Regions from separate parts of the Sus scrofa genome. Here region 2 is linked to region 1. Evidence: chromatin contacts called from public Hi-C data. All regions are on one chromosome and are shown on one strand. Each heading gives the region's core, a stretch centred on a gene start, on an enhancer-like site or on the middle of the called end of the contact. The rest is flanking DNA. Distances are from core to core; before and after follow the strand shown. Region 1 overlaps LOC110257721 (a long non-coding RNA gene). Region 2 has its middle 98 kb from the start of EGFL6.

Region 1 (2,778 bases), core at 89-2,588:
AGACCTTTAACCCTGAAATACTACACCCCCATGTGAGGAGTGTGAGGGTTTCTGGACCACAAGTTTTAACTCAGCACCTTGGGATCAAGTTCTCCTTGGCCATACACCTGTTTGGGACTCAATTTCCTCACCTGAGAAGTGGGGAGATAGCTTAGGTCATCTCTAAGATCTGTGAGCTGGGTAGGGTCTGAGAGAAGCCAATGTCTAACATTAACTCCGTGACCTCTGTCTGTCTCCACCCCAAAGGCTATGTCAAACCCAGTAACCATATTTTTCAAATCAACATGCAGGGTTTATTATCCAACAAAGGATTTTGTTTAACGTCTGAGGAATTGTCTGGGCTCCCTACGTCCATATATGTTCCCTAGAGGAAAAGTGAAATGTTTAGAAATACATAAATAAGTCAGATCTCTCATCTTCTCATTCGGAGTAACCACAAAGCTATTTTTCCACCTGGCCTTTTGGAAATCAATTATTTCCGGGAGTTCCCGTTGTGGCACAGCAGAAACGAATCCAAAAGGTAACCATGAGGTTGCAGGTTTGATCCCTGGCCTCCCTCAGTGGGTTAAGGATCCAGCGTGGCTGTGAGCTGTGGTGTAGGTCGCAGACGCGGCTCGGATCCCACGTTGCTGTGGCTCTGGCGTAGGCCAGCAGCTACAGCTCTGATTAGACTCCTAGCCTGGGAACCTGCATATGCCAGGGGAGTGGCCCTAGAAAAGAAAAAGAAATTAATTATTTCCGAGTCTATCTTCTTCCCTAGACTGTGATTGCCAAGTGTTTTATCTTCTCAAAGCCTGGAACTTAATAGGTACCCATTAAATTTTTGATTTAATGAATCAGTTAAGTTCGCATGGCTGTTTTAAATTCCATGCTGTTTCTATAATTTATGGGAATAACAGGGCTCAGTGAATTGAGAACAGCCACTCCATGTCAAGAACCAACTTTACTTTGGAGCCCTAATTAAAAGCTTGATTTTGAAAAGTTGGCCATTGAAGACCATGTTTATAAAAAAACTCCTTTTTGGAGGGAGGGCCAGAGAGAGGATTACAGAGGCAACTGTTGTTCCAGTTAGGAAAGCCAGGCCCCAGAATTTAGAGCCTCTGGGCTTTCATAGAGAAGGTGGCATTCAGTGAGTTATCAAACTTCAAACTTTTTCAGACACAGTTCTTTTCTCTTCTAAAAAGAAGACTAATTTTCTTTTTTAAGCAGTTTTAGGTTCGAAACCAAACTGAGAGGAAGTAGCGATTTTCCCCAATCTCCCTGCCCCCACAGGCACACGGCCTCCGCTGTGACCAATGGCACTCAGCACAGTGATGCATTTGTCACCACTGATGAACCCACACTGACACATGTTCATCACCCAAAGTCCGCAGTTGACCTTAGGACTCATCACTTGCTGTTCCATGTACATGGCATTGCTTCATGCTGGGTTTAGCCACAGGTCATTGAAAACCACATTTGAGTGGCTGAAACCTAGAGGAATTTCTCATTTAACAGGAAGTTTGGAGATCAGCAGGCATCGAGAGTCAGATCAAAGAGCGCTACCCTATCAGAGCTGGAGCCATGTCCCTGCACATCTCCTTTCTCTCACTTTCCAGGTTCTAAGCACCACTTAGGTATGCAAGGCAGGAGGACTATGGGGCGAGAAGAGGGAAAGGCCACACAGGCTAGCTCAGTCTCTTGTTATCACAGAAGCAACAGCTTTCCAGAGTTCACTCCTGTCCCCAAAAGACTTCTTGGGTCTCTCTGCCTGAATTCGGTCACAAGAGGGTCTGAAGACCAGAGCTGGGCATGCTGCTTCTGTAAACACTATTGAGGTTCTGTGAGCATGAACAAAGAGATGAATGGATGTTGCCATGCACGTCATGTATTTGTCACACACACTCCTAATGACCAACAGCTATGTGGCTCTTCCCAGGATGTGACTTAGTGGATACGAAGCATCCGTTTCAGTTGGCATCCAGGATCGGGTAGCTTTTCATGATAATAATAACCACATTGACTATAATAAACTTTTTTTTTTTTTTTTTCTTTTTGGTTGTGCCCATGGCATGCACAAGTTCCCAGGCCAGGGATCATACCCGAGCCATAGTGACACAACATCAGAGCCTTAACCACTAAGCTACCATGGGACTCCACAACAAACACTTTTAACATACAATTTTTATTCATCCTTAAACAATTCTGCAGAGTAGGTAAGTTAAGTCTTACCCACTGTGCAGATGAGGAAACTGAGATACAGCAGGTGCAGTTACGTGTACATAGCAGACACAGTACTGGAATCAAACTCTTGGGCCTCCAAAGCTTAGGTCCAGAACTGCAATTCTGGAGTTTCCATCATGGCTCAGTGATAAAGAATCCAAGTAGTATCCACAAGGATGCGGGTTCCATCCCTGGCCTAGCTCAGTGAGTTAAAGATCCGGTGTTGCCATGAGCTGTGGTATAGGTTGCAGAGGCAGCTCAGATCTGGTTGCTGTGGCTGTGTTCGTAGGCCAGCAGCTGCAGCTCTGATTTGACCCCTAGCCTGGGAACTTCCATACGTGGTGGGTGCAGCCCTGAAACGGAAAACAAAACAAAACAAAACAAAAACCCTGCAATTTTGTGTCTGCCCGCTCAGTCAGTTTTGCGTATTGGACCCTCGTTAAGGGCACGGGACTTCAGAAATTGAGCAACAAAGTGGGTCAACTCAAGTTAGGAGCCTGGGGAAGGCAATGAGTCTGTCTGTGGTTCCCTCTGCCGGAGGTGGCTGAAGGGCTTCGGTTTTGTTCACAGCAACAT
Region 2 (2,745 bases), core at 83-2,582, 330 kb before region 1:
CGCATCTGCAACCTACACCACAGGTCACGGCAACGCCGGATTGTTAACCCACTGAGCAAGGCCAGGGACCGAACCCGCAACCTCATGGTTCCTAGTTGGATTCGTTAACCACTGCGCCACGACGGGAACTCCAAGACACAAGGTTTTATAGGCAAAACAAAAATCAGCTTTTACCCAGCTTTTAACAAACCACCACTTCTGGTCCTATTTATGGTGTGTTCTCTGTAGCTGCATGGAAATGGGGTGGTTTCACTTTTCAGTGCATGGGGACATGCTTTGAAGGTGGGTCTTATGATTCATTCAAACAAAAATGAGAGCAAGTTCGGTCTTCAAATCATGTTCTATTCCTCATCCTCACAAAGAGTTTGTGTTTAATGCTGGATCCTAAAACAAAAGTTTGCTCAGGGGTCAACTGCTCTTCCAATTCAAGTCAGTTTCCTTCCACAAGTGGGCAGATTGTCAGACCCCCAGAGGGAGGCTGGATCCCTGCAGAAGTGGCTTTGAGGACACTTATTCTTCTGGAAAGTACACCCTGTCTGTTTCTGGTTTGGCTTTTCAGTTTCCTGGAGTCATTCTTTTGAACAGAGGGAACAAAGCCTAGCTAAACACGACAGCGCAATCAAACCCCAGCGTTGAATCCCCATTTCGAATGGCTTCAATGCACTGAACGCCCCAAGCTCTCGGAACTTTCCTTCGGTTCACTGGAGAGGGTGGGTCTGTGAGTCCCAGGAGACTCCCCCATTCTGTTGTTAAACAGCTGTTTCCAGAGGCCTGTTATCCACACACCCACACAAGACTGGAAATAGCAGCACGTTCCTCCCTGTACAGTCTGTGCTTTCAAAGGCACAGTGTGCTCAGTCCTGCCTTTCTGTCTCTTTCATTTTCCTTTTCGGTAAACAAGGCATCAGGCTATTCCGCTTAGTTGGGTACAAGTTATTTTCCAAACACTTCGGCCATGGTAAGCGAGAGAAAACAGAAATGCAACAGATATAAATCAGGGAAACAACCAACTTGTGATGCTTGCTTTTTTTAGAGAAGTGTTGGCTCTTGTGGCCTAAAGGAGATGGTGGTGATAACTGTGTCTGTACTGGAGACCCCAGGGCTTATTTATGAAGATTTATGGAAGAATGGCTTCCTGCTGCAAAGGCAGGGTCTGCCTCTGACATTTGCCCTTCAAGCCTTTTTCTGCTGCCAATCCTAATTTTTAGTTTTTAAAAAAATTCAGATGAAATTCATGTAATGTGAAACCAACCACTCTAAAGGGAACAGCTCAGTGGCCTTCGGTCCCTCTGCCATGTTGTGTAACCACCACCTTGGTCTAGTTCCAGAATATTTTCATCATCCCCAAAGAAGCCCCTGTAGCCATAAAACCGTCATTCTCTATTTCTTCCTCTCCCCTCAGCCCTGAGCAACCAACATGCTACTTTCTTCCTTTATGGATTTATTATTCTGGATATTGCATATAAATAGAATCACATACTGTACAGTCTTTTGTGTCTGCCTTCTTCCACTTAGCATCATGTTTTCAAGGTTCATCCATTATGTGACTCATATGAGCATTTCATATCTTTTTATGGCTTCCTAATATTCATCATATGTATACACAACATTTTGTTTCTCCGTTCACCTGCTGATGGATATCTGGGCTGTTTCTATCTTTTGGATATTGTTACTAGTGCTGCTGTAAACAATGGTGCACAAGTGTTTGTTTAGGTCTCTGTTTCCGTCTTCCTGAGTATAGATCTAGGAGTGGAACCATTGGGTCTTATGGCAATTCTCTAACTTCGAGAGGACCTGCCAAATTGTTTTCCACACTGGCTGTACCATTTTACATTCCTACCAGTAATGCACAATGGTTTCAATTTCTCCTTATCCTTACTACCCTCTATCTTCCACTCTTTTGATTATAGCCATCCTTGTATGTTTAAAGTGCTATCTCAATATGGTTTTGAAGTGCATTTCCCTAATGAATATTGATGTCAAGCATCTTTCCAGGTACTTGTTGGCTATTTGTATATCTTCTTAGGAAAAATGTCTATCCACGTTCTTTGCTCATTTTAAAAAACTGGGGTTTTTTTTTGGTTGTTGCATTTTAAGAGCTCTTTATATATTCTGGACATCAGCCCCTTATCAGATATGTGATGTGCAAATATTTTATTTTTCTATAGGTCGTCTTTTCATTTTCTTGATAATGTCCTTTGATGAACAAAAGATTTAAATTCTGATGAAGTTCAATTTCACTGATTTGTTTCTTACACAAAGACATGGAGATATGGAGGGAGGGGGACTAGTTATTACTGGATCTAGCTGACTGGGTGTCTTAATTTGATCCTTGGAATATTTTTGGAATATACTTGTCCTGGCTGCAAAAACACATCCACAGATTTCATTTGAAGATGAGTTGTACTTAAACCCATCATGGTTTTATGTTTTACTTGTTTATACATTGTCTCAGGCTAGAAAAATCTATTGTAAATCTAGAGCTTTTTGGCTGGACTATGTCATTTACCACTGGGGCTTAGAACACACGGAGTTTCAGAAAGCATGGAGTTGACACCAACAAGTACTATGTCTCCAACTCAGACCTCCCTTCTGGACTCTGATCTCCAGTGGCCTACTTGACATTGCCCCATGGGTATCTAATAGGCACTCCAAATTTAGAACACGCCAGATCAAACCCGTGTTTTCTACCCCACCTTTCACATGTTTAGCCCCCTCAGGTTTCTACGTGTCAGCAAACGGAAG

What was found. A called contact is a pair of places that touch in the nucleus more often than the background predicts.
Region 2: a contact with region 1 is called in a Hi-C map of retroperitoneal adipose tissue, with 2.4 times the contacts expected there. The contact joins two enhancer-like sites. A contact is called at or near these places in 8 of 47 Hi-C or Micro-C datasets (mesenteric adipose tissue, omental adipose tissue, psoas muscle and 3 more) and 1 of 2 datasets of contacts at active chromatin or transcription factors (skeletal muscle).

Annotation. Positions count from the first base shown.
Region 1 is chrX:9,790,826-9,793,603 of Sscrofa11.1, reverse strand. All of the region lies in intron 2 of LOC110257721 (a long non-coding RNA gene), which reads right to left. Among named protein-coding and RNA genes, the nearest start is that of TMSB4X, 140 kb to the right of the region's middle. Within about 2 kb of position 1,338, at least 9 of the 83 cell types and tissues checked have an H3K27ac peak or open chromatin away from gene starts, as enhancers often do. A contact at or near this core is called in retroperitoneal adipose tissue, where this site is marked.
Region 2 is chrX:10,118,263-10,121,007 of Sscrofa11.1, reverse strand. No RefSeq gene overlaps it. Among named protein-coding and RNA genes, the nearest start is that of EGFL6, 98 kb to the left of the region's middle. Within about 2 kb of position 1,332, at least 36 of the 83 cell types and tissues checked have an H3K27ac peak or open chromatin away from gene starts, as enhancers often do. A contact at or near this core is called in retroperitoneal adipose tissue, where this site is marked.